6 separate regions of the Mus musculus genome follow, and regions 2, 3, 4, 5 and 6 are each linked to region 1. A link is a contact called in public Hi-C, HiChIP or PLAC-seq and promoter capture Hi-C data. All regions are on one chromosome and are shown on one strand. Each heading gives the region's core, a stretch centred on a gene start, on an enhancer-like site or on the middle of the called end of the contact. The rest is flanking DNA. Distances are from core to core; before and after follow the strand shown. Region 1 overlaps Gm38761 (a long non-coding RNA gene). Region 2 has its middle 14 kb from the start of Gm34470. Region 3 holds the start of Pdk4 (pyruvate dehydrogenase kinase, isoenzyme 4). Region 4 holds the start of Asb4 (ankyrin repeat and SOCS box-containing 4). Region 5 holds the start of Pon2 (paraoxonase 2). Region 6 holds the start of Pon3 (paraoxonase 3).

Evidence for each region. Promoter capture Hi-C pulls out the DNA fragments that hold promoters and counts their contacts. Hi-C and Micro-C count contacts between places; a contact is called where the count stands out from the background. HiChIP or PLAC-seq counts read pairs in DNA pulled down with a chosen protein or histone mark.
Region 2: a Hi-C map of differentiating embryonic stem cells shows a contact between it and region 1, with 4 times the contacts expected there. The contact joins two enhancer-like sites. A contact is called at or near these places in 1 of 39 promoter capture datasets (embryonic stem cells), 2 of 15 datasets of contacts at CTCF or cohesin (embryonic stem cells and stem cell-derived epiblast-like cells), 10 of 484 Hi-C or Micro-C datasets (differentiating embryonic stem cells and embryonic stem cells), 3 of 115 datasets of contacts at active chromatin or transcription factors (all in embryonic stem cells) and 1 of 9 other capture datasets (embryonic stem cells).
Region 3: an H3K4me3 HiChIP or PLAC-seq map of embryonic stem cells shows a contact between it and region 1, with 9 times the contacts expected there. The contact joins the promoter of Pdk4 here to the enhancer-like site in region 1. A contact is called at or near these places in 8 of 39 promoter capture datasets (cranial neural crest, embryonic stem cells, hippocampal neurons and 2 more), 2 of 484 Hi-C or Micro-C datasets (both in embryonic stem cells) and 4 of 115 datasets of contacts at active chromatin or transcription factors (cardiomyocytes and embryonic stem cells).
Region 4: an H3K27ac HiChIP or PLAC-seq map of embryonic stem cells shows a contact between it and region 1, with 7 times the contacts expected there. The contact joins the promoter of Asb4 here to the enhancer-like site in region 1. A contact is called at or near these places in 29 of 39 promoter capture datasets (the 3T3-L1 cell line, 3T3-L1-derived adipocytes, the C10 cell line and 16 more), 5 of 15 datasets of contacts at CTCF or cohesin (the NIH/3T3 cell line, embryonic stem cells and stem cell-derived epiblast-like cells), 72 of 484 Hi-C or Micro-C datasets (the G1E-ER4 cell line, cerebral cortex, cortical neurons and 15 more), 23 of 115 datasets of contacts at active chromatin or transcription factors (bone marrow-derived macrophages, cardiomyocytes, craniofacial prominence and 9 more) and 3 of 9 other capture datasets (embryonic stem cells, liver and macrophages).
Region 5: a contact with region 1 is called in an H3K27ac HiChIP or PLAC-seq map of embryonic stem cells, with 8 times the contacts expected there. The contact joins the promoter of Pon2 here to the enhancer-like site in region 1. A contact is called at or near these places in 4 of 39 promoter capture datasets (embryonic stem cells, hippocampal neurons, liver and 1 more), 3 of 484 Hi-C or Micro-C datasets (all in embryonic stem cells), 6 of 115 datasets of contacts at active chromatin or transcription factors (astrocytes, embryonic stem cells and stem cell-derived neural progenitor cells) and 2 of 9 other capture datasets (adipose tissue and embryonic stem cells).
Region 6: a promoter capture Hi-C map of embryonic stem cells shows a contact between it and region 1, with 3 times the contacts expected there. The contact joins the promoter of Pon3 here to the enhancer-like site in region 1. A contact is called at or near these places in 12 of 39 promoter capture datasets (the HPC-7 cell line, cranial neural crest, embryonic stem cells and 5 more), 2 of 484 Hi-C or Micro-C datasets (both in embryonic stem cells), 4 of 115 datasets of contacts at active chromatin or transcription factors (embryonic stem cells and stem cell-derived neural progenitor cells) and 3 of 9 other capture datasets (adipose tissue, embryonic stem cells and liver).

The regions. Positions count from the first base shown.
Region 1 is chr6:4,656,770-4,661,774 of GRCm38.p6, forward strand. It overlaps Gm38761 (a long non-coding RNA gene), which reads left to right. Exons shown (of 2, transcript XR_868766.2): 2 at 4,095-4,601. Among named protein-coding and RNA genes, the nearest start is that of Gm38761, 4.7 kb to the left of the region's middle. Within about 2 kb of position 2,287, at least 5 of the 459 cell types and tissues checked have an H3K27ac peak or open chromatin away from gene starts, as enhancers often do. A contact at or near this core is called in differentiating embryonic stem cells, embryonic stem cells, extraembryonic ectoderm and 1 more, where this site is marked.
Region 2 is chr6:5,575,137-5,580,141 of GRCm38.p6, forward strand. No RefSeq gene overlaps it. Among named protein-coding and RNA genes, the nearest start is that of Gm34470, 14 kb to the left of the region's middle. Within about 2 kb of position 2,030, at least 5 of the 459 cell types and tissues checked have an H3K27ac peak or open chromatin away from gene starts, as enhancers often do. A contact at or near this core is called in differentiating embryonic stem cells and embryonic stem cells, where this site is marked.
Region 3 is chr6:5,494,265-5,499,269 of GRCm38.p6, forward strand. It overlaps Pdk4 (pyruvate dehydrogenase kinase, isoenzyme 4), which reads right to left and starts at 2,014. Exons shown (of 11, transcript NM_013743.2): 1 at 1,769-2,014; 2 at 626-767. The coding sequence starts at 1,898.
Region 4 is chr6:5,388,083-5,393,087 of GRCm38.p6, forward strand. It overlaps Asb4 (ankyrin repeat and SOCS box-containing 4), which reads left to right and starts at 2,328. Exons shown (of 5, transcript NM_001355662.1): 1 at 2,328-2,713. The coding sequence starts at 2,527.
Region 5 is chr6:5,296,254-5,301,258 of GRCm38.p6, forward strand. It overlaps Pon2 (paraoxonase 2), which reads right to left and starts at 2,087. Exons shown (of 9, transcript NM_183308.3): 1 at 1,959-2,087. The coding sequence starts at 2,032. It overlaps Gm52887 (a long non-coding RNA gene), which reads left to right and starts at 4,034. Exons shown (of 4, transcript XR_003956397.1): 1 at 4,034-5,005.
Region 6 is chr6:5,253,451-5,258,455 of GRCm38.p6, forward strand. It overlaps Pon3 (paraoxonase 3), which reads right to left and starts at 2,783. Exons shown (of 9, transcript NM_173006.2): 1 at 2,703-2,783; 2 at 1,066-1,136. The coding sequence starts at 2,776.

The DNA.
Region 1 (5,005 bases), core at 1,037-3,536:
GCTGTGAGCCAGAACAAATCTCTCTTCCATTAACCAAGTTGATTGGATATTATCTTTAATAATGTGGAAACATGACAAATGAAGATAACACAAAACCACATTTTGGAGCACTGGAAGATGGCTAAAGTCTTATCTGCCATTACCCCAAGTATAAGAATTGTGTGTAACTTACCATCATAGCCAGTGAAAAGGTCTATAGACTGTCTTCCATTCACACTTATCTCTATGATAGTTCTTGCCACATGGGCAAAGGATCCAACTGAGGGTAACCCAGAATCCAGGTAAATTCTACGGCTACTACTCACAGGATAGGCTTTGAGTGGATCCCTGAAACTGATAAACTCATTCTAGCCAGAACCTTATTTATTTCATCCCTGGGTGGCCCACCTCCACCTCCACAGCTGTCGTGATACTTTGGGTCTCTAGGTATCAATGTCAAATTTTCTTCAAATGCCTGGTTATTTCTTTCTTTCACTGAAGCAACGGCATGCGTGTTTAATGTCCATAGAACTGTATGAGGAAAAGACAAGATATTTTTACATTCAGTGGGTTCCCGATCTGAGTACTTAAAGACCTCTGGAGCTAACATTCAGGTCACTAAATCCTGAAATTACTTCTCAGCTGTGTTGCTTTTGCATCTCAGGATATGAGGTCCTCTCTGGAAGTTCCCAAATAGACACTGCAGCTTTAAAACCTAGTCTATGGCTGTTAACTGCCCAGAATTCCTCTACATCGTCTACAGAACTCTCTTCACTGTCCTTATTCTTCTTGAAACTTTCAAAAGTCCCAATTATCACACTTGTAAAAGCTCTTTCCTCCTCTAGGACATTTGATCAAATCAACCTCCGGGAAAGCTTTGGCAATTATATTAGCATCTTATGCTGAGTAGCCATGATCCATGTTCTACTTAATAATGGCTCTTCATTGACAATTGAACAGAATACTCTGGCCTCCTAACGTAACTTCATTTTTACCATCTATCTTCTCAAACTTCTCTAGCTGCCTGCTGTGTACCCAGAAAGCAAAAGGAATTAGATGTCTAAAAGATCGGCTATGGGAAATACTTGTGAAAAAGAAGGGAGAAATGACATAGCAGGGGTCCACAGACAAAGCCCCTTTGCAGGCTGTGACATTTACACACAGAACAGTGTGTGTGCCAGGATCCTTAAGAAGATGTGTCACAACAGTGTCAAGAAATCATAGTGAGGGTGGTGGGGACCCTAGAACTAAGACTGTCCATCAGAGATGCCAAGTATTGAAAAGGTGTATGGTCAGTTAATACCTTTGTCATGCCTGGCCGTGGCTGGGATCAGTAGTCACAGACAGACAGAACTTCTAATAACACCAAGGCTGTTCCCAAGGTTTAAAGTGGGGGTTATCTGTCCACTGCCATCCTATATAGTGCATTTATAGCCGGCATCTCAGAGCAACACTTCCAGGACAATCGCAATAACCTACCTTGGCTGAGTACTTAAAGATCTCTGGAGCTAACATACAAGTTACTAAAGCCTGAAAACAAAAATAAAAAATTAAGGGATCATTTATAGTTAATAATAATGATAAACCAGAATTTACAATTAAATTCTCATGCTCCATGCAAAAAACAGAAAAAAAAAACAGGGATAGTCATATGTATGTGAAAATTAATAATACAGAGAACACAGTATTTTAATAAGCAAAGAATGGAGGGAGACAAAATATAATTTAATTTTAATCTCCGATGCAGAAAGAATGGCTTAGTCATACAAACAAAAGAAAATAAAATTCACACAATCATAATTTCTCTTAGTCAAAAAAAAAAAAAAAACAAAATTAAAAAGCAAAGTAGAAAAAAAGTTTAATGTGCTTACTTTTAATATCCTTATATAAGGATTTTAAAATTATTTTAATCAAGGTGTTGTCTAACTTGTGGCTGCTGCTTTCTAGTGTGTACGGCAGCATAGAACAGTTCATTTCAGCGCATTGGTTTTCATTTCATAACTAGCTAACTCAGAAAGAACTCGGATCACAGCAAAGCTAGTCGTTCTCAGTAGCCTACTGACACTTTGTGTTTACGTCACTTTTTTTTTTTCCTTTTGAAATGTGCTACTGTGGGCTTTCTGTGACACTGTCTGTGTTGTCTGGGACCCCGCCAATGTAGGTATGAATGTCCAGAGCCCCGACTGTCCGTGACTGAGAGCAAATTCTAAGGTCTTCCTGTAAAAACTACCAGCCCTTAGTGCTTCCCGCAGCTCAATCACGGTGTGCAATCACGGTGTGCAAGAAAGATGGCCGTTCTGGTGAGGGTTTTAGCGTGCAGACAAAAGCTTTCTGTCACCCTGTGTCCCTCTAGCAGCTCACGCCTACATTTGCTAAGTCAGTGAGCCAAAAGCGATATGGCTGACACTGGCCGGAGTTTTGCACTTTCACGGATGTGCTGATAGCTTGCTTTTGAGTCTTACTTAGTCATTGTGAATTATTTTTCTCTTCTGTGTTGTAATCGTCTAGTTTTTAATTCTTTTCTACGGCCTTGAGTCTTCCGTGCCAGGCCCGGGGTTCCATAGTTTTCCACAGTTCTAATCCGAGCAGGACTGTGAGTAAGAGCGGACATTTTAGGAGACAGAAACTTAAATCGCAGTGATCCCGCCACGAAGCGGGAGTGCATGCTTCATTTACAGGAAGAATCTAGCCATTAAAATAAAAAAATAAAAAAAAAATCAGTGGAGAGATCGGTCTATCACTCGGTGAGATCAGAAAGAAGGTTCCAGAGGGTCGGCATTCCTCGCGGAGCCTCCAGGGTTCTGGTTATCTTTAAAAGCCAGAGGAGACAGAAAGTCTGCTGAGATGGGAAGGTATGCGGGAGCCACCACCTGCCACTAACCTCTCTCCCAAGATCAAGACACTTGGCTGTGTAGTTACCAGCACCGGTCACTAACTTCTTCCAAGGACAAAATGTTTGGTTATGTATTTATTGTTATATGGAAATAGATTTTGGTAGTTCAAAATGTAAAACGTCCTAAGGAGAAGTAGCACAAAGTTTCAGGTTTTCCTGGTTTGCCCAGTTCTTGTGCTTTCTACCACCCAACTACAAGGAATCCTGTCTCTTAGCTTCTTGTGTTCTTGAAAATTTGTTTCAAAGATGGCAAAGAAAATTGCTATTTTTTTCCCCTCCTAACATAAAACATACCAGAGTTTTGAGCTTTTTCTCACCTAAAAATATTCCTTAGTGTCTTTCTCTATTAAGATACTACCTTTCCATTGTAGGGGGGGGGGGGGGAGAGAAAGTGAGCAAGAAAGACAGAGAATATGTGTGAGAGTGAGTGTGAGTGTGTGTGTGTGTGTGTGTGTGTGTGTGTGTGTGTGAGAGAGAGAGTGTGTGAGTGAGTGTGTGTGTGAGAGAGAGAGTGTGAGTGAGTGTGTGTGTGTGTGAGTGAGTGTGAGTGTGTGTGTGTGTGTGTGAGTGAGTGTGAGTGTATGTGTGTGTGTGTGTGTGTGTGTGTGTGTGTGTGTGTGTGTGTGTGTGTGTCTGTGGAAGGACAACTTTCCGGTGCCATCCACTTTGGTTTTCTGAGATGAGATCTCTCTGTGCCTGGAACTGGCCAGGTTAGAGCAGCTGGCCAGTCATCTAGAGCTCAGCCTGCGACTGTCCCCTTCATGTGTCACTATCCAACTCAAGATTGAACTCAAATCCTCACAAATGACAGATACTTTATTATCACTGTGGCCCTCTGTATCTTCTTCTTTTTTAACCATCACATAGTGTGGCTCTAAGTCGTTGGCATGGTAACATGCCACCATAATCTTTAAGTACTGATACTGTTAACTCCATTCAAATCATATTAAAAGTGCCACAGCACAAATAGCCTTGCTTATATGTCATTTCGCACTTATAAGAGTGCCTGTATGAGAGACATCATCAGATGTGGAATTACTGAGTTGTGGGGAACATGCACTCTTAATGTTATTCAGGGAGCCTGCCCTCCTTGGCGCCCTTGGGGCTGTACACCTCCCATAGCAACACTCTAGTCTCTCCCAACACCGTAGCTCTCCCTTAATACTGCAGTGTCACTGCAGACTCTGTCACAAGTTTAAAAGGCATTCATGTTTCTCTCCAGGTGAACAATTTGGTGCGATTGCTTGCCCTCTCAGTCTATGAGGCTGCCTTAACAAAAAGGCTAACAGAAGAGTGGCCAAGAAGCTAGAAATTTATTCCTCTCACTCCTGAAGTCTGGGAAGACCTAGATGGAGATGTCAGCAGACCCCGTCTGTGAGGTCCTCGTGCCAGTATCAGAGACAGCAGCCTTCTCTCCATATCCCCATGGTGGAGGGGTAAGGCATGTAGGTCTCTGAAGCCCCTCTTGTCACACTGCTGATGTCCTGCATGGGGGAATTCATCTGCGTGCCCTCATTACTCCACAAAGGTCCCACCCTCTCATACCAAAGCTTGGCAGTGTTAATTTCAGTATATAAATACATGTGTGGGCTGTACAGGTGTCTAGACCTAAGCAATGCTTATCCATTGCTTTTTTCCCCTTCTTACAAACTGTTAATAATTCTTTATATAATTGGGAGATTAGCTCATTGTCAATGATGTAAAATATAAATACATTTTCTCACTCTGCCTTTTGTTTATTGTTTTGTTCTACAAGAGAAGATTTTTTTCAGAGAATAGATTGTGTCAATCTGCCATCTTAGGACGTTTGCATTTGAATACTTTTTGAATAAATAGGATTTCCCATTCTTCTTTAACAAAGGAAGCAATAAAGAAAAGCTGACAGTCGTTTAGACCTGAGTGGTGTATGCTAGAATCCAATTTAGTTTTGTTTCAGATGACCACTCTGTTGCCAGAACCAATTTTCAAGTAGTCTGTCTTTTCCGTAAGTGACTTCTTGTTGACTATAGCATGTCCCTAGACCACTAGGTATATACGAAACAATATTTTCATAGTGTCACCGACATTTACGCAGCAACTTCCCACAGTGTTAATTGCAGAGGATTCCAGTTTCTTTACCTCACAATACACTGT
Region 2 (5,005 bases), core at 780-3,279, 920 kb after region 1:
AACACTATGACAGAATGACTGCTTTCCTGTCTTCTTGTGCTTTCCAGTCAGAGTGAAGCCTCAGGTCTGAAATGCCAAAATGTGCTGTACTGCAAATCGGGTTGCTAGACGTTCTGAAATCAGATGGAATTCACTACATGAGAATGTCAGGGATCACTTGCAACCACAATTCACTCCTCATGAGTCCTTGACCTAAGAGAAAAGAGAAAACCAAAGACACAAAAGCCCTGTTCCAGGTGGTGAATGGTTTAGTGTTCTTCACTACTTTGTATGTGGGACAAACGGGTAAAAAGTTATTTTTAATTAGTGGGATTTTTTTTTTCTTGGCAACATAAAATGTTAGCAGGTAATGCCAGACTGCAAAGCATTTAAACAGTTCTTTCTTTAAAGGAAAATTTAATGTACTTTAAAAAAAAATCGCAAGTGATAATTATCAATTTTGAGCAGTACAGTACAATGTTTTAATATGTTATATGGTGTGAAAAGAGCAGATTGGGATAGGTGGAATATCCTTCACTTTTGATAATTATTTCTTTGTATTGAAGATACTGAAAACATTCAACTAATTGTCAACTGATTTACCCTACCTACTGTGCCATAGGATATTAAAGATTTTTCCTTGTACCTCTTAACCAATTAGACCCTCTCCAACTCTCCTCAAAATGTCTTCTCTGGGCACTAAGTATGCTAGCTTTGAACTCATACTTGACAGCAAATAACCTTTTGAACTGACCCCTCCCCCGCCTTTTGTTTTCATTTCTGGAGAACCAACCAACCAACCAATGACAGTGGAGCATAGCAAGACAACAGAAGAGACTTCTGCTCTCTCAACCCCCAGGGTACAACTTGCCTACAATCAAGGCTGCTTATCTATGCAACTTTTTCCTCTTACTTCTGAGCTGGGGTTCCTGGATAATGCAGTATTGAAGTTGACCATTCTTACTACTTAACACACTTCCTGAGAAGGCTCTGCTTAAACATTCTAGGGTGTGCACTTGTAATCTCTAAAAGGGGAGTCAATAATACTTAGTTTACAATTAAATCCCAAATGGCCTTTTACTGTTCTGTGGTTGCTGGGTTAGAAGTATTCATGGCCTCTTTGAGGAATTATAATGTAGTTATAATATACTTTAATATCCTTAGACAAAAATAAATTATATCAATTTATGATAATTAAAACCCACTATTAGAGAACCTCTGTTTGCTTTTGCTATATTGAGCGTTTCTAATTTGCAGCACATTGCTGTCTCTAATTGCTCCTTCTCAGAATGACTGTATGCGATGAATTGATATTTTTATGCATCTCTACTTTCTCCCATTCTAACTCGATTTAAATTTGTTCAGCTCACACAAGTCAGTGGTGAAACCTGGTTTGAAGAGGTCCCTGCTCTGAGGGAAGAGTAATATTGGCCATGTGGGGGAACTCTGTATGTCATGGATAAGGCTTTGTCTTAGGTCAAGGAAACACATGAAACCCCTAGGTTCCAGTACAATAGTGAGAACACAAGGCTGGAATACCCAAGGCAGAAGTTGATGCTGTTAGAGGATCTGAGGTACAAATGAGCACCTTTGTTGGGGCCGGCCTGCGGCTCTCATGTCTGGGTTCGAGCCTGGAAGGCATCTTGGAACTGAAAGAAAAGAGGGAGCCTAGGCGGGTTGAGAAATAATGGAACCAAGACAACTAGTATGCTCAAGGTTCAAAAGTTTAATGGCGGACACGCTTTATAAAGGAGGGGGGAAAGTCCATTCCCGCCAATTCATCCTTGGAGCCTGGAACCAGCTGCAGGTGATGATGTGCAGAATAGGGCTTAGTCTCCGGAATAGCTCCAGGGGGCCTCTCAGCAGGTAGCAGTATCTTGAAGAGGAACAGCAACAGTGGCTGAACAATAGAATGATCTAGGGAGGAAGGCTCCACCCTAGGTAATCTCCCTAGTGGCAGCAAGGTCAAATTCTGGCTCAGCCTGCTTCAGGCTTGTGGGAGGCTACACACCTTGTCCTTACTGAACTAGAAGACTGGATGTCAGCACTGACAGGTAGATGAGACAGGACATGAATAGAGTGCTGGGATCGTTCCAAGCTACATGCTGTAGAGGTGTTGAGGATGGAACCCTCAGGGTGGGGTTAGTGCCCTAACAAGAAGAGACACCATTGGGCTGGCTAGAACTTCCTTCATAACAAATGAGGGCAGCCATCAACAAATCAGGAACGCAGGCTTCCCAGGACTGGAGGCCTTCCCTTAGCTTTCCAGCCTCAGATTATACATTTCTGAGGCTTAAGCCATCTTTGACACTGCAACCTGAGTAGGCCCTGGACAAGAAGATGTGAAATTATTCTCCAGATTAAGCTGATTGTCTGGTCAGATTTCACTTTCACTAAAATGGTAGACCAAGAAATGAATAATGACTTTTAAAACATGCTCTCTCAGGAAGGGCCATGGAAGTGGTAAATAGCGCCATCATGTAAAGATATATATTGTTTTCAGGACAATGTCACATCGAAATCATCACGGATGGTAACACCATCAGTTTCATTTTTTAAAGAATAATTAGAAAGGCAGTTGAATGCTTACATCCCTGAGCTTGGAGAGCTGAGGAAGGAAGAGTACTGTGTTTGAGGGCAGCCTGGGCTACATAGTGGGACCCCGATGAAACAAAACAAAACAACAACAAAAGAGATTACTTGAAAGATGAGATCAAGCCGGGCGTGGTGGTGCATGCCTTTAATCCCAGCACTCGGGAGGCAGAGGCAGGTGGTTTTCTGAGTTCGAGGCCAGCCTGGTCTACAAAGTGAGTTCCAGGACAGCCAGGGCTAAAGAGAGAAACCCTGTCTCGAAAAACCAAAAAAAAAAAAAAAAAAGAAAGAAAGAAAGAAAGAAAGAAAGAAAGAAAGAAAGAAAGAAAGAAAGAAAGAAAGAAAGGAAGAAAGAAAGATGAGATCTGAAATTGTGTCTGAATTGTAGGGATTATTACATTAAAAACATTGATAGACCCTTAGAAATATCAATCCTTCTACCGTAAGAGTTCCCCAAAAGGGCTGGAGAGACAGCTCAGCAGATAGGAGCACGGGCTACTCTTCCATAGGACCAAGGTTCAATTCCCAGCAATTACATGGCAGCTCACAACTGCCTGTTCCTCCAATTCCAAGGAATCAGATGCTCTCTTCTCCCTCAGAGGGCACTGCACACACATGGTACACATGCATGCATCCAGGCAAAATACCCATGTACATAAACAAAAGAAAAAAAGAGTTACACTAAAACTAAGACATAGGACAGAGAGAGAGGAAAATTCTCTCATGAAAATGTTAAACTACAGAGAGTTAATGTGGCTACAATATAATATAATTGATAATTTTAAATTGTAAGTAAAATTCAAAATGCATGAGCATAGGAGTAAAAATGTACAGTATATAGCAACAAGGAACAAAATATTTAAAGAGAGCTTGATGAGATGTCAGGGAAACCAAGTTCAGATCCCCAGCACCCACAAAAAGCTGGGTGCAATGGCACACATCTATAACCTTGGCATTTGGGGAGAGAGGTGCTTTGTTCCATCTTGACAAAACTGCAAGCTTTAGGTTTGGTGAGACCCTCTCTCCAAAAACAAAGTGAAGAGTCAATAAAGAAGACACCAACAGTGGCCTATGGCCTCCATGAGCACGCATACACATACACACACACACACACACACACGTGCACGTGCGCACATGAATTTCTATACTCACATACAAACATGTATATACATTACACACACACAAATGTAGAAAAATTCATTACCATCAGATATTAATTCAGAAATAAGAACACAAACATCAAATATTTATAAATATTCATCACATGCTGCAGAAAAATTAACAAGTTTGATCTGATTTAATAATTCAGAATCCCAAGGGAATTCTAGAGAAATCACAAAGAGTATAAATGCTATTTGCTTTCACACATATGCAGAATATTTAACAAACTTGGACACATAATGGTTCCCAAAGCAGTGTAAATGAGCACTTCTGGTTCTAGAGTCCACTTTATGCAGATATTTTCAAATTATGAGAGAATGAAATTTAAAAAAAAAACTAAACCAAAAGGTAATCACCCTGTTCAGAACATTTTAAATGTGTTGCTATGCATTATGTGGGCCAACAAAAAGATTATTATATCAAAACTTATGGATTGGAGCAGGAAGCAACCTTTACATGAATTACATATGTTTCAGAAAAAAAGTACAAATTAAAAATATTAGAGAGGAAAGCATTCAAGAGTCAGCAAACAATGGCAGAAATTTGAGCTCCTGGTGTTTTACAGGCATGTAGACCATGCTCATGCTGAATCAACGTGCATGGATACCTGGCTCATGGCTGCCCTTCTGAGGAGAACAGGAGCTCCAGGCTGCCTTTGCCTGTGCTTCTGTCCACTAGGAGCTGTGTGATGCTGAGCGTACTGCATGATGCTGTGGTGAGGACCAGCTTTCTCCTCCTACTGTAAAGTAGCAGCCAAAGAAAACAGCAGCATCCATGCTCTCATAACGTAAGGCTTTACAGGGCTATAAAGTATGCCGTAGTATGGAAATGTTAACTAATGAGGTAACACCTCTTCTTTGGAACCCCAACTTGAGTACCTTTCTCCTGCACAGCCTCGTCTCCTTTTGTTGGTTGCTCTTTTCCTACCACACACAATGTTTAAATTTTCTGCCGTTTCAGATAATGACAGTTAAGCATATCAAATACACACGGAATGAAAATACAAGTTATTGAGGATGTCACTAAGTCAATAAAAGTGGGGAACTATTTGAGTCATGTGCAAAGCCATTGTTAAATATTAGGCAGAATTAAAATATGGTAACAGTTCATGAAAATAAATTGACCAGAAACAATAGCATGACAAGCATTTGAAAGACTAATCTCTCTATTAAAGTACTGAGAAAATGGGTGAAAACCTCAAAGGATTTTACATCATCAATCACGTATGGTTGTGTTGAAAATAAAACCTTGCATATAGTTATTACTGGCTTTT
Region 3 (5,005 bases), core at 764-3,263, 840 kb after region 1:
TGCTAGTTGCTGATAAGGAACAAAACGTAGACCCTCTCCGAACAGCAGACATCTACATCAATTTCTAGGCAAAGGATTGTTTGTACAATTTCAGATTCCATCCTTTGTTATGTAAAGGACAAAAATTAAAAAAAATCCATTATGCCAATTATTCTTCAAACTTATCCCATACATCCAAATTATATTGTAATGGAAGTTGGGTATGGTAGTACATGGTTATAATCCCAGGAACTAAGAGGTGAAGATAAGTAGAAAGGATGTCAAGGTCATCCTAGGAGTTCCAGGAAGCCTGTGATTCACCAGAGCCGGTCTTAAGAGCCAAATAACAACAAGGAACAAAGGAAAAGGAAAAGGAAAAGGAAAAGAAAAGCAAAAACAGAAGCCACACACCTCCAAAGTGAAGGGGAACGATTTTTTTCTTTTTTAGGATATTAACAAACATCTATTTGTAGATTTATAACAATCCTAATGATAACCTGCCCTAAGTTAATACAAACTTACTTACAACTTTCAAAACTATTTTCTCTTAAGACCGCCTGTTATCCAAGCACGCTGTTAATATGGTCTAAGAAGTGGTGCTCAGGTAACTTTTAAAGCCAGAGACTTCAAAACCGTGTGTCCTCACCAGCTCTTCACCAGCTGCACCGAAGGAGTGTTCACTAAGCGGTCAGGCAGGATGTCAATCTCCTTCAGGATATTGGCCAGGCGGACGGGCAGCTCTTGCCGCAGAAAAGCAAAGGACGTTCTTTCACAGGCATTTTCTGAACCTGTAGTGGGTGAAGCGTGTTCAGTTTGGGGGAAAATTTGAGACTAAATAGCAAATACAAAGGATGTTGTAAAATAATATCTTAACTACAGTTAGCTTAGTGCTTATAGACACTTTAAAGCTAGATCTTTAGTGCCTTTTTCTTTCTGTCCAATTTCACCCCCTTTTCACTTTTTAAGAGTGACCAATATAGGTGAAATACTGTTTATTTTCTTTATGAAAAGAAAAAAATAAGCCCACGGTGGAGAAATCAGACCACTCTCCAGTTATTTCTATGCGTGAGTCCAGGGCCTGTACCACAAACTCAATAACACACCCTTAATGAGTATGAACCTGAAAGGGTCTGGGTAGAAGGAGACAGAGGCCTTTCCAGACTAGCAACAAACAATACCACATTGACATCTTGAAATGTTCCATATGCCACCGCGGAAGAAAAGGAGTAACTGTCTTTTTTTTTTTTTTTTTGTAGTAGTAGTAGTAATGTAAATACTTGTAAAACAATAAAGGAGAAATAGTAAAGATGCCTGCTAGGCATGCCAAGAGATCAGCGGGGTGTGTGTGGAGGCGGGGAGTATGAGTTTAAATCTGTATCTATCAATCTAAGGTAAGTTTGTGTTATTAGGAAATTGGGAAGAAAGGAGTTAGTTTAGCTTCTAGTCCATTATTAAAATGGTGGCTGAAAGGATATATATATATATATATATATATATATATATATATATATATATATATATATATACACACTCAAATGATCTAGACAGTGAGAAGAGAAAAGTAGATTCGAAGTTGAGCATCAGTATGGTTACAAGTGACTTAGCCTTTCTGGTACAAACTGTCAGAAAGTAACCAAACTAGGAAAACAGGTGCACAGCCTTTTGAGAATCCCGAGTTCTTCGGTCAAAGAGACCTCAGTCGTCCTAGCCCTGAACTCAGCCCTTCCCATCCTGGGGCCTCCCCAGCCTCAGCGCCACCCTCCTGGGCCCTGCGTCGCCCGCCTCTCACCAAAGTCCAGCAGCTGCTTCATGGACAGCGGGGACGGGCTGTAGCGGGAGAACAGCTCGACCTCCCTGGGGACCAGGCTGGCGCTGCTCAGCGAGCTGGCGCTGCGCATCACGAAGCGGGCTGCCTTCATCCTGACGCCCACCTAGGCTGGCGGTGGTTAGGATCCGTAGGGTTGGCGAGGGCTGCGGGTCAGGAGCGCGGTCGAGAGGGAGCAAGTGCGTTGTGGTCCCAGGGTCCCGGGTGCTCGAGCCTGGGTGAAGGGTTGACACTTGGGTCTTCCCACCACCCGATGTCTTGCCTTTTATCTACCTCCACGCCCTCTCCACAACTCCAGCCAGGAGGAGGCTCTGGGACTCTGAACTTGGGGCCACACCAATCAGCTCAGAGAAAGAACTTTGGGCTCCTCCCTTTGGCCGCGGTCACTAGAAAGGCCTGGCACAGTGATCCCGACACGGTTTCCATGGCCTGCAAGGGGCAAAGGGTGAGAGGGAGGAGGGTTGGGGTGGGATAGGGGGAGCAGCCACAGCAGGCATCCGGGATGACGTGGGCCCCCTTGGGATAGATCCCAGGTCGCTAGGACTTCAGGCCCGCCCAGACTTGTCCTTGTTTACAACTCCAGAGCCATCTCAATGTCACGCATTCCTAGCCAGAAACTGTTTCCAAGAATCTCACCGCGGAGCGTGCATTGGTGTTCGCTCAGAGCGGGACTTTTACAGTAGCCAATCATCTGCTTACTAAAGTATGGGCTTCTTTGCCATTGGACCTCGAAAGCAAGGACCACCCTACAGTTTTATCCACTTTCTTCTTAGCGAACAGCTCAAGTTTAGAAACTGCCTAAATAGGCTTATTATTAATGTGGTGGAAAATCCCAGTTCACTTCTCTCCTGTAACACTTTCTACCTGTTAATTAAATGCAAACTAAAGAGCGATTTGCTGAGGGTTTGGCTGGCCCTGTAGTCCCCCTTCCCTGTCATTCCCCTCTTTCTCTAAGGCCTTCTAGTTTGCTCTTGACCGCCCTCCACTCCCCAGTCTGCTCCAAAAGCTCTTTCTTCATTGCGGCTGCCCTCCTTCCAAAAAGCAGCCTTTGTCACTAGCAGGCACCAGTAGCATATTTTAGTTATTTGGGCTCTTTCATTTCCCAGAGGCTCAGTGCATCCTACCCTACTTTGTTACTGCCCAATATTGACCTCCCTAATGACTGCTGTTGAAACATGCTAGCGGGTCATAACACTCTCATCCTAACCTCTCTCGTCCTCCCGTTCACTCTAAATGGACTGTAGAATGAAGCCAGTGTTTAGGGACGCTGTAACGACTTGGTTGCAAATGCAATGTAATGGGAACTACTAATAGTAATAAACTGCAAGGGCAGTTTGTTATCCAAGGCACCCTTAGCCTTCGACCCTTGCATATGAGGAGACTGGGGTGTTATGAAAGTCATAGATGACGGTGGGTGCACTCTTTGCATTTTCCCCCATGAGAGCTCACCCAGTCACAGGACTGATGTCTGATTTCTGCCTCTAGTTCAAACTCTGCCCCAGATTCCAGTGCTCTGCTGTTTAGTGGACTTGTGCAGGCACAGGTCTAGCATCAAAGTTCCTCCTCTTAAACCTACCACCAATACTGGGGGTCTGCCTAATGTTGTGTCCACTTGTGTGACTTGCTTAGAAATAACACGTTGGCTTTCTGTCCATCCCACCACCTCTGTCTAGTGGTCACATATAAGTTCTAGCATTTATGCCTGCCATTGTGTCCAAGCATTTTGCTCAGACCTATGGGGGAAAAAATCCAATGGAGACCTTCAACAGTCACGGTTTTCTGGTAATGAGCATCTGGTGCAGGTTCTTAAAGACACCGAGAAATAACCCAGAGGTGGATGACCAGACATCAGCAACTGACTCTTGAGAGAAAAGAGGAAGAAAAGTGGGCAAAGTAAATGCAATTCATAGCACTGTGGCTCCAGCACTGAAGCTAAAGGAGCTTAGACAGCACCGCTGGCTGCACACAGACACTGCCAGAACCCATAATTCAGGCTTGGAATCACAAAAGCTCAGGGAAGCAAAGAACTGTCCAGGAGATTATAAAAACAAAAACAAAAACAAAAAGAAGCAAGGCTCTCTCTCTCTCTCTCTCTCTCTCTCTCTCGTCAGTCACTATATATCTTCTTTGTTTTCTGTTCAGTTGTAACACATTATATGACTTGGACAATACATGCACTCGCAGTACTGGGTTTTATGGACTGGGAGCTTATACAACACTCATGTCACCATCTCACAAGCATGTAGGAAATGATCATGTTTTCTTGGGACTGTATTTTCTTTTTTTAATGCTAACAATTTTACTCTTAAATTAATATAAATTATGATTAATTAATTGTAAGTTTTGCTTGCAAGAAAGTCAGTCCCATTGATATGTTTCACATGTGGATGCTTGAGTGGCAGACTCTCTTTGATGAAGCAAGTAGAAAGTAGACATTCCCCTTTTACCCTGGACACACAATCACAATCCTATTTCCTTTCAGGCATCATCCGATGCCACAAAGAATGATATTCTTATCTAGAGAGGGAAGGAAAGAAACTGTAGGATACAATACGTAGGTTTCATATAGAAAGTCCCATTTTCTCAAGCCTATTGTGTGCTCAGCAATACCTTATGGTGTTGTGTGGTGACTAAGGATCAGGTGGTGTCATATGATGCTCACAGAAATGACTAAAGGTTAAGTGTGAACCGAGGTCACCAAAATTTTGTTGCCGAGTTATCCTGTCCAATAATATTTACAGCGTTGCTCTCAACACACGGCATTCCTCTATGCCATTTCTGGGTGATGGTGGCTGTTGTTGTTACTGGCAGCACTGATGGTAGCTAAGCCGCAATGACCAGGTCAGGTTTTCTTTTTACCTAGTTGGCAAATGTTCCATGTGGCACCGTGACTAGAGAATGGCCTGGGATCTCTATCCTCAGACGGGTCACACATCCTGGAAGGGATTCAGTTGAGACAAAGGTGAAGCACAAGGTTTGTCTGGGAATCACGGGTGCGACCCGATCCACAAGTTCATCTGAGTGATTACAAAACACGAGAAGTCTCCTCCCTGACTCAGTGCTGGGAAGTGGGATCAGCTGGAAGCATGGGATTCTTTATGTTTTCATCTGTACTTCCACTTTAAATTGTTCCCATCATTTGTCTGGTGAAAACGTCATAATATAACGCTGTTAGGGGAGCTTTGAAAATGTAAGCCACAG
Region 4 (5,005 bases), core at 1,078-3,577, 730 kb after region 1:
AAATAAGACCCAGTGAGTGGAAGGAGACACTCTACCACCCTGCATAGAGTTCAAGGATGGGGCTCCAGAGGACGGTGAGCCTATTCAGGATTCCTTTATTCTCCAGACTCACATGGGTCTGGCCATACCTGTAACTTATGGCATAGTCTTTTATGTGCTGATTGTTAAATACCAGTGTTTTAAATATTGTTTGTGCAATGATCACAACTTCCTGAATGTCCTTTTACAGGGAACATCAGAACTGGCAAGGACACCCTTAACTCCTAGAGTTGTGACTACTTATATAAAGAGACTGCTATGTATTTGGACCATATTAAACATATCTGTCTGGAATAAAATTAAATTGCCCTTTACTTAATTGCCAAGCAAAGTAGGGGTGGGGGTATCTGTGAAGGGGATCAGATCCATGTAATTGTCACAAGACACATTCTGTGTGAAATTCAAAGAAGTTTGTAACTTTGTGAACAAAATCCATTTGGACAAGTGATGGAGAAGATCCTAAGCCATTAACACACAAAAGTCTACTTCAGTGGGGATTCTTGTATGTTTTTCTCATTGATACATTTCCAGTGTTCTGAATAAGTGACTTGTCATACACTAAGCACCACTAAGTATTTGCTGAAGAAGGTATCTGGGGCTAAGTTCAGGCAAGCCTCTCAGAAGAGTCTCCAATATATGTTCAACAAAAGCAAAAGGTCTTAACAGTGTCCTGGGGTCTAGAGCCAGGGCTGAGCAGACAGAAGGTCCCTGTCTCTTCGTTTCCGTGTCTCTTGATCATCTCACCCTTGCTGGAGCCATCATTTTGAAGTATGTATCTAAAATTTAAATGAGTAAACTATTAAAATTTCAAATAAAAGTTCTTTTAAAAAGTATGTAGAACTGACCCTCAGTGTTGGAAGTCATGGTAGTGGGTGTTGGCAGATTGACTCTCCCGTCTAAGAGTGTGTGAGGGGGTTCTGGTGGGCTTACAACTACTCTGTTGGGTCTGGGTGTTGAATGTGAAAATTGTTATGATTTGGTAAGTTCTGTGCTCAGGACTGGCCAGTTTTGTATATTTACGTTCCACATCAGTACATCAAGTGAAAGGGTATGCTGATTCGCAGTTGCGTTTATAGACATATTTGTTATTGAAAAATTTAAAAAATTCACACTGCAAGTACTGCAGGGATTTTTTTATATCATTTTTCTGAACCTATCCATGATATGTAAATTGCAGCTAATTTGTATACTAGTTAGCACTTGATAATTTTCTGACATTAAAGACACTAATAAGTAAAATTAAGTCTTCAGTTTTGTCTCTAACTTTTTCTGTTGAAAAACTAACAGGGAGAAATTTTAATAATAAAAACTAGCAGGTAACTGCATATTGCCCATGACAGTAACCAGCTGCTTAACTTTGGGCCACATTTGTTCCCTGTGTTCTCTCTGTCTCTGTGCCTCTTGTCCCTTGCTCTCTGTCCTATTTACATGTCTGAACTGTTTTAAAACAAAAGTGTTAAAGACCTTGGATGGAGTTAGCTCAGTAATAAAACACAAGCTGTGTGAGTCCCTGGGTTTGATCCCTAGCAAACACACACACACACACACACACACACACACACACACACACACACACACAAGCACTATGTAAACAGACAGAGGATGTGTGAGACAGTGTGCTAATTGATTAGGCATTGCTTTAATTGAGGACAAACAGGATTCTTTTACAGAACCCAAATACCTGACTCACATTTTCAAATCAATAAGCTCATAGTAGAAAGTAAGATCCAGCTTGTATTTGTTTTTGTAATTTGTTCAAACATGGCTTTTTTTTTTAACTGACTTGAGAAATAAAATGCAGGGTTCAATAAAGTCCACTCACTTGTTGCATTGATTTTCTTGTTTCTTCAGGTTCTTTTTTTCCCCTAAAATGACCCCCCCCCATCATCTCACTACCCCGCCCTGCTTTTCTCATAATATTGAAAAATTTTTAAGTGTAGGTTACTGACAAACCTTCTGTTTGTTTTTAGATGTGCATAATTAGGCTCGATTTTACAGGCTCATTTCACAAAATCATTAAAGGTTTTCAGTAGCACGTGTATCAACAACAGAAACAAATTCTCATTTGGGGCTATTAGTTAGTCAGACTAAGATACTGCGGCTCCAGCCAGGCGCCAGATGTTTTTTGTTGAGGAGAAAACATAAAGAGAATTAAGAGCTTTGTAAATCTTACACTTTCACTTTGGTCTTGTAAGAAATAATTGTGACATTTCATGCTCGGAAATGTGTCACAGAAGCCTTCCTGCTTATCGACTCCACGTAGAGCGGAAGGGACCCGCTTACGTATCTCCAGTTTAAAGGACCTGAGAACTCAGGGAGAGTCTGGGAGGATATTTTGAAGTTTGAAATGATCCCTATATAAATAGAACGGGTCAGCATAACTTTGGGATAAAATTAGCCGGCAGTTTGTGGACTCTCCAGCCTTGCCTGTGTGCTGGGTGCTGCTCTCCTGATAAATCATTGCTCCGCTTCCACAGGGCTCCGAGGATGGACGGCATCACTGCCCCTATCAGCAAAGCTGGAGCTGCCAAATTAGTTAAGAAAGATTTCCTGGAGGCTCTAAAAACAAATGACTTCGGAAAACTGAAGGCTATTTTAATCGAGAGGCAAATAGATGTGGACACAGTGTTTGAAGTTGAAGATGAGAACATGATTTTGGCATCTTACAAACAAGGTAAAAGAATTGGAGAGGTGTAATTGTGAAATTGATACAAAATGGATTTTTAGGTCAGTAGGTCAGCTTTTGTCTTTAAAGCAGTCGTTCTTATTGTTTAAGTGTTTGTTTAGACAGTATTTCTTATTTTTAAAAATCTTCCCTTCCCTTTTAAAAATCAGAGCGCATTTGGGGGTGATTTTCATAGATCCATACAGATTTTTGTCTATGTATTTCTATTTATTGCTCTTTGCCATTCTTGCGCCTGGAATTTGGGACCCTGGGAGGTTGTATTTGTCATGCACGGTGTGTGGGGGACTTCCCTTGTGACTGTGTTGGTACAGAATAAAGAAAAGCCTCTAGGCTCTGCTTAAAGACGCTGAGATCTCTGTGTGACAGTGTGGTTCTCGGTCAGGCTGCTGATTCTTTCCTAACAACCACTTACAGATATATCACCTCCGTGTCCCTGTGAATGAGAAAGGGGACCTTCTTTTCCATTTAGAGAGTTAATGAATGGCGAAAGATGCGCCAGGGGCACTTCGATGGTCTGCATCGGTTTAATGGGTTTCAGTGCAGGAACAAAAGCTGAACTCTAAACACCACAAAGTTAACTTTTATTTTTCTTTTCTGCTTGGCTGCAATAGTAGAGAAAAAAATTGAAAAATTAAAATTCAGAATCTCTGCTTTGTCCAAAAAAAAAAAAATAGGAAATCAAAAATTATAACAAAATTCTTTAAGTCTCCCCCTCCCCTGGAACTCCTCTTTAATAAATCAGAACAAGATTAACACACTCATTCTGATTTCTCAAATCAACTAGATAATGGGAAAACTTCAATAGTTAGACCGTTTGGCGAGCATACTGCAAAGAAAGACTCTATTTACCTTCACTGCTGCCTAGAGAAAATATGTGGGAAAGTCTTGGGAGTCGGGTGAAGGGAGACCTATTTATGTTCAAATATAAATCTGTTTTTTATTCATACAAAATCGTTAGTGTCACCAAGTTGCAGATACAAACACAAGTAGGATTTCTCTCTACCTAATTCTCTGTCATTTCTGAAATAAGTAGAGATGAGTTGAGGTCAGTTGCTGGGCTTGCTCTTTGATTTGTGTTTTATGATAAACTGTCATTGCTGTTTTGTCTGAAAAATTAAGAGTTCTATTTTTTTTCTACAAAGTTGAAAAGATTCTGTTGAAGAACAAATTATATGCTATATAATTAGGTTTCTTGGAACTTATAACTTTGTTTCGTGGTTCAATCTGGATACTAAGTTTATTTTAAAGAAACTTCTATGTGTGCCATATACAACAGGGCTCAGATTCAAGCCAGTAGCTAATGTATTTGATAGCGAGCAGCAAAGACCACCTTTTCTTATCTCTCAGGCAGGTAAACCCTGCAGACAGGCTCGGAAGTTCTGAGACAGGGAACTTAGAAGTTTGGGCTCCTGGAGAGCAGGCTGTTTTTTTCTGTTATCTCTTGGGTATCATAATCCCCAAATGTGAAGAAACTGTGTTTTAAATTCTTCTTGTCAAAATAAGCTAATTCCTGTGGCCCCCGTGGAACTAACTTTTTATTTATGCCGATGATTGTTTTACTAGCATTCAGGCTATGAGGTGTGGCTTTCAGTTAGAGGCAGAGATTTAAACTGTCTCCAAAAGAAAAAAAAGTCTTATGTAGGTGTTCATCTGGAAATATCAGGGTTTGCATTTGTATTTTCAGGGCTGTCCAGGAGATCAGTGTGCGTGTGTGTACATAATATCTATAGAAATAACTTTTCTCTCCATTTACCATGAATATGTAGCTGTGAGTCTGGGGTAGAAATCCCACTTTCTCAAAAGTTACTTGAAACTTTTTCCTAGGTGCCCACCTCCAGGATTAATGCCAGCTTTTTTTTTAAGGTAGGAATGGAAGCAGTGAATAGAACCCTCGCCTCGGCCCTGTAAAGTAGATCTAAGTGGTGATATCAATGTCTTACCTCACAAAGAAATTCTCAGAACAGTGTGGGACAGAGCGCTCTACAACTGGGTAGCTAATTAGTTACTCAGTCCCTTCTGGAGTTTGTCTAAGAGATGGAGCAGCCCCTGTGTGGCCTTGAAGAACATGTGTGGCTGGATTACTGTCTCTGAGACTTTATTCTTGTTGTTGTTGTTGTTGTTGTTGTTGTTGTTGTTGCTGTTGTTGTTGCTGTTGTTGAGTAAAAGGAGACTTTGGGGATTGTTGAAAGGCTACATGCTACTCTTTGATTTTTTTTTTTTTTTTAAGTACATGGAAAGGCTGCTCTCCTGACACTGAATAAGGAAAGTTCACAAAAGACT
Region 5 (5,005 bases), core at 837-3,336, 640 kb after region 1:
CCAAAGGGCAGAATGGTCTGATTAGAAGACAGGCAGTGCAGTGACGTGAGCTAATAGTAGTGTATGCTTCAAACCAGGAAGAAAGAATGCTTAACATTCTCATCTCAAAGAAAAAGCAAGTGCTTACGGTGACTGCTGTGGTAATCACTGCAGATCTCGTTATATATAACACCTTAGCCCATAAGTATGTGTGTTTATTATTTATCGATTAAAAACAAAGGCTAGCCCGACCCATCCAATGTGTGGAGAGTCTACAGGAGCAGAAGCATTTCCGTGCCATGACAATGAAGCCACATTGCCATTCCCTGGCACAGGCATAAGGCTGACTTTCTCCCTGTTGCAGTGCTCCCACCATGTCCACTTCTCACAGGGCCTTCTTCTAAGTGAAGCTGCAGCTATGGGACACTGGAATTGCCTTGCAAGATGTGCTATACTTTGATTTGACTCTCATTCTTGGGGATGCAGTCTGGGTCTCCTTTATCATTCCCAAAGTGCTTTCCCCATGCCTAGTCCAGCATCTCTCAATGCTTAATGCATACTGTACAAGAGGATTGCTAAGAGAGGGGTGTGCTTCGTGTTGTGATTTTGTAGTGTGGTGCTGGGGCTAGAATCCCAAGCTTCGTGCATTCTGGGCAAGTGCTCTGTCCCTGAGCTACACTGCACATTATTAGCAAAGATATAAACGTTAAAAATAAAAAAAAAAAAGATAAAAGGAAGAAAGAAGAGGAGAGGGGAGGAGAGGGGAGGAGAGGAGAGGAGAGGAGAGGAGAGGAGAGAAGAGAAGAGAAGAGAAGAGAAGAGAAGAGAAGAGAAGAGAAGAGAAGAGAAGAGAAGGAAATCTGACTGTCATGCTGGCGTGTGCCTATAATAGCAGAAGTCAGGAGACCAAAGAATCCTGAGTTTTGAGACCAGACTGAGCTTCAAAACAGAGGATACACAGTGAGACTTCGTCTCAAAACCAAGAATTCATTTAAAATTTAGAAAAGCACCCAAAACCCAAGGCCGATGCCCTATCAGAACCAACTGAATTAGAATGTTTCACATGGTGCTACTTGGACGTCAAGACTCCGGGAGATCCCAATATCCAGGCCCCGTTGCTGTGCCCTTCGGGCTTATTTGTACAATGCAAGACTCATAGCAGTTTGCTGCTAAACAACCAATGAGTGCCGGCGCTTCCCTTTTGCCTATTAGAGAGAGGCCCAGTGTGAAGCACACCCTTCAGACTTGCCCGCCTTCCTCATCTGAGTCTACGTTGCCTCCCAGAACGCCTACAGAAGACTGTCTTTTCTCTTTAACCCTATAAGGAGCTGAGTACTACTGTTCCGGAACACTTTTGCAAGAAGTTTATAAAGTTTGAATTGGTAACTTGAAAGTATGATGTCTACCCAGAACAAACAATCGCTCGCTCTGCTTCTGGGACTCTGGTCAATAAATAAGGAAATGATGTAAGAACAGTAGCTGTCTCTCTCAAGCGTCTTTGATCTCCAGCGCCAAGACGGAAACCCTGAAGTTTCACCAACTATTAATGCTGGGGAGGGATGGGTTCCGGCTGAGCAGAACAGCACCAGTGACCTAAAATGAAGCTGTATAATTAGAGCGTCCACGCATGAGTAATGGTTTTGTTTTCAAATTAAAGCACTGGGTTTGCCCTTGGGGAATTTGCAAAGCTCTCTCTTGTCAGCCTAGGCAGAGGAACCTCGGCACCAGCAAGCGCTGGAAAACTTTTTCCCAAAGTGTCTAGGTCTTGGTGGAAGTGGACTGGGTCGGTTAAACGGAGCACCGGTAGCTATCCGAAGTTCTTCCTTCCATCCGGTCCCCCCCCCCCCCCGAACTAAACAAGCTCTCTCTCCAGTTACCTCCCCCCCTCTCACCCCCTCCCACCCGCCGCGCGAGCGCCCCAATCAGCTCGGCGGTCCCAGCCTAGGGACTCCCGACCCGGGACCCTCGGCAGCACCTACCTGAGCGCTAGGAACCGCTCGCCCAGCAGCGCCAGCCCGATGCCCAGCAAACTCAGAGCCACCATCCGGCCCATGGTGCGGGACCGGCCCGCCGTCTGGCTCGGGCCTGACCGAGCAGCTCCGGACGCTGGGCCAGCTCCCCGCCCCGAGCGCGGAGCCGCGCCCGATCCCCGCCCCGAGCGCCGGCTCTGCAGCCCAGGCTCCGCCCGGCGCCTCGTCCTCGGAGCACATCCGCACATGCCCGCGTGGGAACCCAACTGAACTTGATTCCTTTCACAAACACCCCGCCAAGCCTCCGATCCTCGCGCAGCTGCACCTGCTCAGCTCCCTGAAAACTTTAGGGTGGCCTCTGCGGAGTTCCCTTAATTTAGTTAAGTTTGGGCTTGCTTTTTGCTGTTTTGGCCTGGTGTTTGAGGATACTTTCCCCCTCTGTTGTGTATAATTTTGGCTTTGAGAAGCTAGGAAACAAACTCAGGACTTTGTTCATATTAGGCTAGTACTGAGCCATATCTACAGTCATACACTAGTTTTGTTATTACACATACGTGTGTATAACATTTCTATATTTAAATATAAAATATATTTAGATAGTAATTATTAAACAACACAGAAAGTATATTATATATATATATGAAATCTATTAAAATTGTACTTTTAAATGTTCTTATTGTTTTGAACATAAGGTCTCATGTGGTCCAGGCTGGTAGGGAACTTCTGATCTGTCTACCTCCATATGCCAAGTTCTTGGGCCACTCAAGGCCCTGCCTAGAGTAATATGTTTTGCCTTAGTTCTTTATTTCATATGCATGGTTGTTTTGCTTGCATGTAAGTATATGCACCACATTCATGCCTGGTATCCACATAGGTCAGAAAAGGGTGCCCACTACACCAGGAAATACAGCCAGTGTTCTTAGTGCTGAGACATCTCTCTCGTTCAGACATTTTAAATATTCCTTTCCTTTTTTTTCTTCTTTTAGATGGGAAAAAAGTGGTTCTGGACAGGTCTTATATAAGAAGTTAGAGTTGGAATTACATCCTTTTATATTAAGATTTATAGCCAGGTGTGGTGACGCACACCTTTAATCCCTGCACTTGGGAGGCAGAGGCGGGTGGATTTCTGAGTTTGAGGCCAGCTTGGTCTACAGAGTGAGTTCCAGAACAGCCAGGGCTACACAAAGAAACCCTGTCTCGAAAAAAAAAAAACCAAAAAAAAAAAAAAAGATTTTAGACTAAAACACCACAAACTCGGGACTCACTGGAGTACTAATCAATTTTCTCTTCTTTCTCCCTTTTCATTTTAATACTTATTGATATACACTTATAAAAATATAAAGAGGGAGGGCACTCGTTGAGATTGCGACAGCTACTGGGTATAACTTGAAATCAGTTCCTAATTGTTCCCAGTGCTTAATTCCCACCTGCAATGTTTGCAGAAGCTACACAGTCAGTTCCCGGGGACCATCCTTTTCTGACAGTGTTTTGTTATTGCAGCTCGAGGTGACCTCAGATTTGAGGCTCTCTTGCCTTGCCCTCGTGAGGATTACCAGCAGATGCTGGCACATCAGGCCAGGTTTCTGTTTTGTAACCAACCATTAAGGAAAAGCAGATGCCGGTTTGTACCTGGCCCCTCACCAAAGGGAAAAGAAAGAGATCTTCCTGTTCCACACATCTGTGACCAGCCCTAAGGGACTCTGGGATGTATCCACTGTCTGATAGACAGCTGAACAATTGCTCTTTCAAAGTCCCAGAAGATGTACTTTTTATGCACTTTCCATCACAGATAACTTCGCAAAATACTGTTTGTCAGGGCACACAGTTAGGTGGGTAGGATTGCCAAAGGGATCAAGTGCACTGAAATGTGATTATCGAAGTGCTTTGAAAGTGAGTGTATGCCACAGAAATACAGTAATGACACAGCCCTTCTCATCTTGGCATGGGAGCCACCCTGTGCCCTTAATGGCATCTCTGAGTTAGGTGTGATCTTAGCACAGCAAATCAGAAAGCTCTAGAAACATTCTTTCAAAGGAAGATAAAGGGCCAGGGCTGGTGACTGACTGGAATCTCACCATGAAGCTAAAACAGAGACTGGAGAATATTGGGTTTAAAACTAGTCTGAACTAGATAAAAGGCTGAAGAAAAAAATTCAAATGAGGTTAGGTATGTTATTTAAAGATACATGTAACAACTATAGTGACAACTATTGCTTCTTTTGGTAACAAAAATTTTTAGTAGTTTCTTACCTTCATAAATGAAAGAAATGCAAAATTTCCTTTCAAATCAATGTTTTTTACCTTCATCCAAAATTATCAACAGCTCTGAACTAACTAACCTACTTATTTGTGTTTTTCTTCTCTTTCTAAGTATCCTGCCTCTAAAATATACCCTCGGATCCTTTAAATCATCCACGAGCCTCTTAAGTGAAGAGATCCAACTTGGGATGTCGCTTCTGACTGACTGCATAGACAGGCATTGAATTTTACCATCCGTGGCATGAATCATCAGGAGAAACCTTGCAGATACCATCAAAATTTAGGAGGGCGTGGTGCTATTACCTAAGTTCCTGGCTTAAGGTTGAGAGTTTGCTCTAGGATTCCTGACTCATCTGAGAGGTATATAAAAGTATGCCTCATGTATTGTGAGACATGCCTCCGGAACCGTGGGGCAAGAGCCGGGCAAAGCGCCTCCCCACTTGTCCTAAAGTTAAGTAACAGATCATGGAGTTTTACAATTCGGTGCTATTCTTAATGCCTAGGGAGACACCATTAAGTGGAGTGTTATAGTAATTCTCACCAAGTCCAGACTTGCCCTAACAGTGTTTCCCGACAACAGCTGAGAGACAGAAATCCAATGGCTGGCTTCAGTCAACACCAGCCTCTGACGACTTCTTGTTCTGGGAACACCGGTCTGAAGTTCGGCACACCCCTCCGAGTATCTGAGGGAAGTCGTGCTTCACTTATTTAGTTTGAAAGACTGTTGGTTTTAAAAGTAATATGTCTTTGTCCTTCCACGTGTGCAGGTGTCCATGGAGGCAGGAAGAGAGCATTGGA
Region 6 (5,005 bases), core at 1,533-4,032, 600 kb after region 1:
CCATTTTATCTTCTAGTAGTAAAACTGGAGGCTTGCAACCCAAGTAAACAGGGTTGCAGGGCCGAGTAGGTGAGGTCTGTGGGCACAGAGGAGACTGCTGCCCACCAGTCTCCTGTGGGAGCAGGAGGGAGGGGCAAAGAGGGAGCTGCGCCTCCAGAGGATGGTGGGCCAAGCTGAGGGCGGAGGAACCAGAGAAGGAGTGTCAGGGGTGTGAGGTCCACTCCAGTTAAGCCTGAATCTAAATAATCAAAACTGGCCTCGTGGACCGGGAGAGGGGACCTCCAGTTGGTGAGGCTGGAGGTCTGACTGCAGAGTTGAGATTAGTAGTTTTGAGAGACAGCTAGGTAGGTTGAAAGTCTGAAGAAGTGCCTACCAGAAAATGATGGAGAGGATACTTGAATCCAACATTGCCAAGAAGAGGGGAGAGGGGAGGGTGGAGAGGAGAGAGGGGAAGAGGGGAAGAGGAGAAGAGGGGAAGAGGGGAAGAAGGGAAGAGGGGAAGATGGGGGAGAGGGGGGAAAGAGGGGAGAGATAAAGAGGGGAGAGAGAAAGAGGAGGGGGAGAGAGGAAGAGGGGAGAGATAAAGAGAGGAGGAGGGAGAGGAAGAAGGGAGGGTAGAGAGGGGTGGGTAGAGAGAGGAGAGGGGGAAAGAGGGAGGGGGAGAAGATACAGGGAGAGGGGGAGGGGGAGAGGAAACAGGGAGAGGGGAAGGGGGAGAGGAGAGTGTGGACAGGGAAGAGGGGAGAGGGGGAAAGGGGAGGGTGGGGGAGGAGAGGGGAGAGAGGGAGAGGGGAAAGAGGGAGAGGGAGTTGGCAAAGAAGAAATAGTAACTGAAATTCATCACATGATGGAGAAATGCCCTTAAGGAGACATACTGAGAAAAGCCATCTAGACGCTGGTCTGTGGATGCTCTGTTGAGACTATACATCGGGGTATTCTGAAAAAGAATCCTGTTTGTGCGGAAGCCACACCAAGAAGTAATAGAGAATAAAATAATTTAGTAGACTCAGGGAAATGATGACCAAGAAATTCTGCTCCCTCTTCTTGGTCCTGCCCTGTACTTACCGAGGCCCTCAATCAGGTGGCAGTTTTGTGGTTCTGTGGCCTTTATTTCTCGAGTTGTACTAACTCGTTCTCTGTAGAAGATAAAAATCAACAGGAAGAAAGCAACATGGAGGTCAAAGCACTCATCCCAAGTAGACACCTGGAACAGGCAGGGAGGTCTTTCAGTCACTTTCCTGATGTGACAATTATGGCACTGCCTTTCATGGAGGCCGTAACAACGCCTCTGGTTTATAGTTACATAATATGTCTCACGTAACCACTGTGCCTACAGAAGCTAACTTCACAGTTATTGCTGAAAGAATAAAGTAGAATTCTATACGAAATATAAGACCCCACTTAATGCTAGGCAGAACCGAACACTATTCTTCATTTAAAGGAACAAAACAGCATTACAAAAAACAAACAAACAGCATTACATCATATTCTTAACTATTACCTAATATGAATCTGTACTTACCCATTTCATATTTTCTTGTTTTCTTTGGACCTCCTTCCTCCAGTAGGGAGAAAAAAATTCCAAATTTCTCTGAGGTCTCCAAGGAGCTGAACTGATAACTTTAGCTCTAACTTCCTCATTTCAACTAAGCTTATGCTGACTTATCTTAGCAAAGGTACCTTATGGACCTGACACTACTAAAGGCATTAGTTAGCCAAAGTGCTTTTCAGCACAGCGCTCTTACCTTGCACTGAAATAGACTTCTAAATACTAGGTAGAAATTAAAATATTAATTGAACTGTATTCAAGAAGACTGAAGGTAGATTTATCTTTTGATCATTTATAAAAATTATCCTTTAGAGGTATGGTTTTAACACTTGGGGGTGAGGGTGGGGAGGCAAGTGTTAGTCTTCCTAGCTGTACCACTCTTAAATTTACTATTTGAAGATTCTGCCATTTGTTGTTTGGGGAGCAGGCGGGACAACGAGCCCTCTCAAGCTGGACTAGAAAGCGTTGCCAACAGACATCAGTGTCTGAACAGATTGCAGCAGCGAACCTCTGAGACTAGTCACTCCTCAGAGAAAGAATAAAAACAACTAGATGACAAGCAGAGGCCTTAGCCCCAAGTAGCAATAAGGGGAGGGAGGAGAAGAACCCACCTTTAAAAAAAAAAATCTTTCAGATCAAACTGAGTTTGCTTGAGACAGTAATTCCGGGAGGGTTTCCCTGCCGGATCTTCTACTTCAAAAAGTCAACTACCCTTCAAGTCAGTTCCTGTCCGCGGGGTTCAGCTCTCTTCCCTGTTTCCTGGCTCATCTTCCAATGTGGCATGGGTTCTGGAACGGCCCGCACTTTCAGTGTCTGAGTCAGCTATAAACACCCAGCTGCTAGTCTGATCCCCTCCCCCAAGTCCAACACTTCCAAATGACTTGGTCTTTCACAAAGGCAATGTAGCAGAAGACCTGGAAAAGGTACCCAACCTTCAGAAATCAAACGTGGGCTTTCCTACCCTGGCAGCCTAGAAAGGCACGCAGCTGTCCCCTTTGCTAGTGAACGAGTCTCAAGGAGAAGGTCACTAAGAACTGAGGTTCCAAAACTGCTCCTTTCCGGAAGGAAACGCTAGGAAGTTGGAAGCAGGAGTTCCCTGATGTGGACTAGAAAGGAAAGAGCTGAAGCCATCTCCATGGAGATGCCCACTCACCTAAAATTCAGCAGCCTTTCCCCTATTAAGGCCAGACAGGCTCCCAGCAAGGTCAGCGCCACAAGCTTCCCCATGGTGTCTGGGTGCCTTAGGCAAAAAGCAGGAAGACTGGTGCCGCTCTGGGGCGCGGACTCAGGGTCCCGCCCACTGATCAGTCCCTTGTGCCCCGCCTGCCTGCACCTCCTGGCAGTTGTGCTGATCCTTTCTAGCAGTCTTGGGAGTTTTGCTCTCTCCTGCGCCAAGGCTCAAAGCCACCTCCACATGGAGGGCTCAAAGCCACTTGTCTACTTGAGTTTCAAGGGGATTTTTGTTCTTCTGATTCAAGTCCACCTTTATTAGCGATGGTTCAAGGCCACTTTAATGTGCAGATTCTAAGGCTGGCTCTCCAGGCAAGCGGTCCAAGAACATATTTCTGCCTAGGCTAAGGTCAGCTAAACTCTGGACCATTCAGGTTTGAACTCACAAGCTGGAATCCTCACGGTGTGGAAAATTTGTTTCTTAAAGTCACAGAACTCAATTAACCTCAGCTTCTCCAGTGGAGTGATGTGAGAGAGCTGCCTGGGAAGCCAGAGTTCATAGACTAAAGCTTCAGAGTTCTGGCAGGCTGCATGTAAGAGGAGAAATTGCTCCATATACACCCTGAAGAAGAAAATCCTGAAAGACGAGCCCTTTGGCTCATCCTTCTCGAGGAACCAGAGCTCTGAACTTTGGCTCAGAACTTCCTGGTGCCTTCATGGTGGTAGACAAGTCCATCTGTCTGGCAATCTGGAAGATGAGCAGAATGTAATAATATTAATAATAATAATGATAATAACATCAACAACAATATATCGTTTTTATGGGAGAGTCTTACTCTTCTGTGAATTTCAGGTCTTTCCAATGAAGAGCAAACTTTCCTTTCAGATAAACAATACTGTTGGAGAGACTGAAGATGGCCAGACACTTGAGTTTAGGGAACATCGCACCTTCAAGGATCATCTCTTTTTAGTTACTAATAGGAGGTAGCAGCAGCAGAATTCAGTTTAAAAAGAGAGCTTTTTTTTGAAATAGGTAGATTTTATAGGACTAAGGTGTAGCGTCCGCTCTTGACCAGCAAGAACAACACGACCACCAGTCCTTCTAACAACAGTTTATTCAGCAAACTTCCGTCTTCATCTCTCTCACTTCAACTTTCTCTCTCATCTTTTTTCCTTCTCTGACCCAGGCCTCTCACTCTTATATACTCTCAGCCCTCATCCACTCACAGCAGGCCACGTCACCTCACCAGGCACGCAGCTTCAGCTAATCAGGGCAGCAGGGGCATGTCTCCACCAAAATGGATTCGCCAGTATCCTGGTGCACCTGCGCAGCTCTCATGATGGTTGTGGCTTATTTTCAGATGTATGAGGAAGTCAGGTGCAAGACATAAGACTTAGCTGCAGTCCCTGGCGCCTTCTTGGGACTGCTGCCACACCCACTCCTCACATTTCCCCCTTTTTTCTTGTTTGGCAGAGAGAATGTCTGTCTTAGATTGCCCCCTGCAGCAATGCCCCTTACCCGTCCTTGGGAGACAAACAGCATTGGTTTGATCCCTGTCTTAGGTTGGTGACATGCCCAGGGAGTCTTATCCGTCACTGACTACTTCTCTATCATGCCAAGTCACACTTGGGGAGATTGTCCTGTTTGCATGCAGCAGGTGCATCAGAAGGCCAGGATGCTGATTAATCTATGGCCCGATTTTGATTGCTGCAAGCAAGCCTCTTGGGTGAAGGTAGAGGTCTGATCCCCAGTGTGCAAGCATAGGGGCCCTACACAAAACCATCCCTTGGGCTCATCACCCAGAGAGGTCTTGGCCAGCTCCTGTGTCGTTTTTCCTGGGGGAAGGGAACTAGGACACTGAACCTTCATGCAATCAGACATGCCTTCCACAGGAAGCCAACAGCAAGCTATCCTCTGTGCAGTGCTTAGCCTCGCAACCCATGGCATAACGCAGCATTATTTCTTTAGAGCGGCAAACCGAATCTGAGGAGATTGTCCCGCCTCCACTGCGGCAAAAGCCTGCACTACCATGGCGAAAGTGCGGGCCTGCACACGCTGCACCCAACACATACACCAAACACACAACACACACACACTATTACAAGCATACATCCCAGGGCTCCCATCAGCCCTGAGGCAAGGGATCTTATAAACAATAAACACAAAAGGAGGCCACATACAAACAGGTGTAGCCTGAAAAGAAACATTCCTTCCTCCAGCAAATTGAAATACAGAAGTTTCAAACACATTAGAACCATTCCAATAAAATTTGCATTATCTCAGGC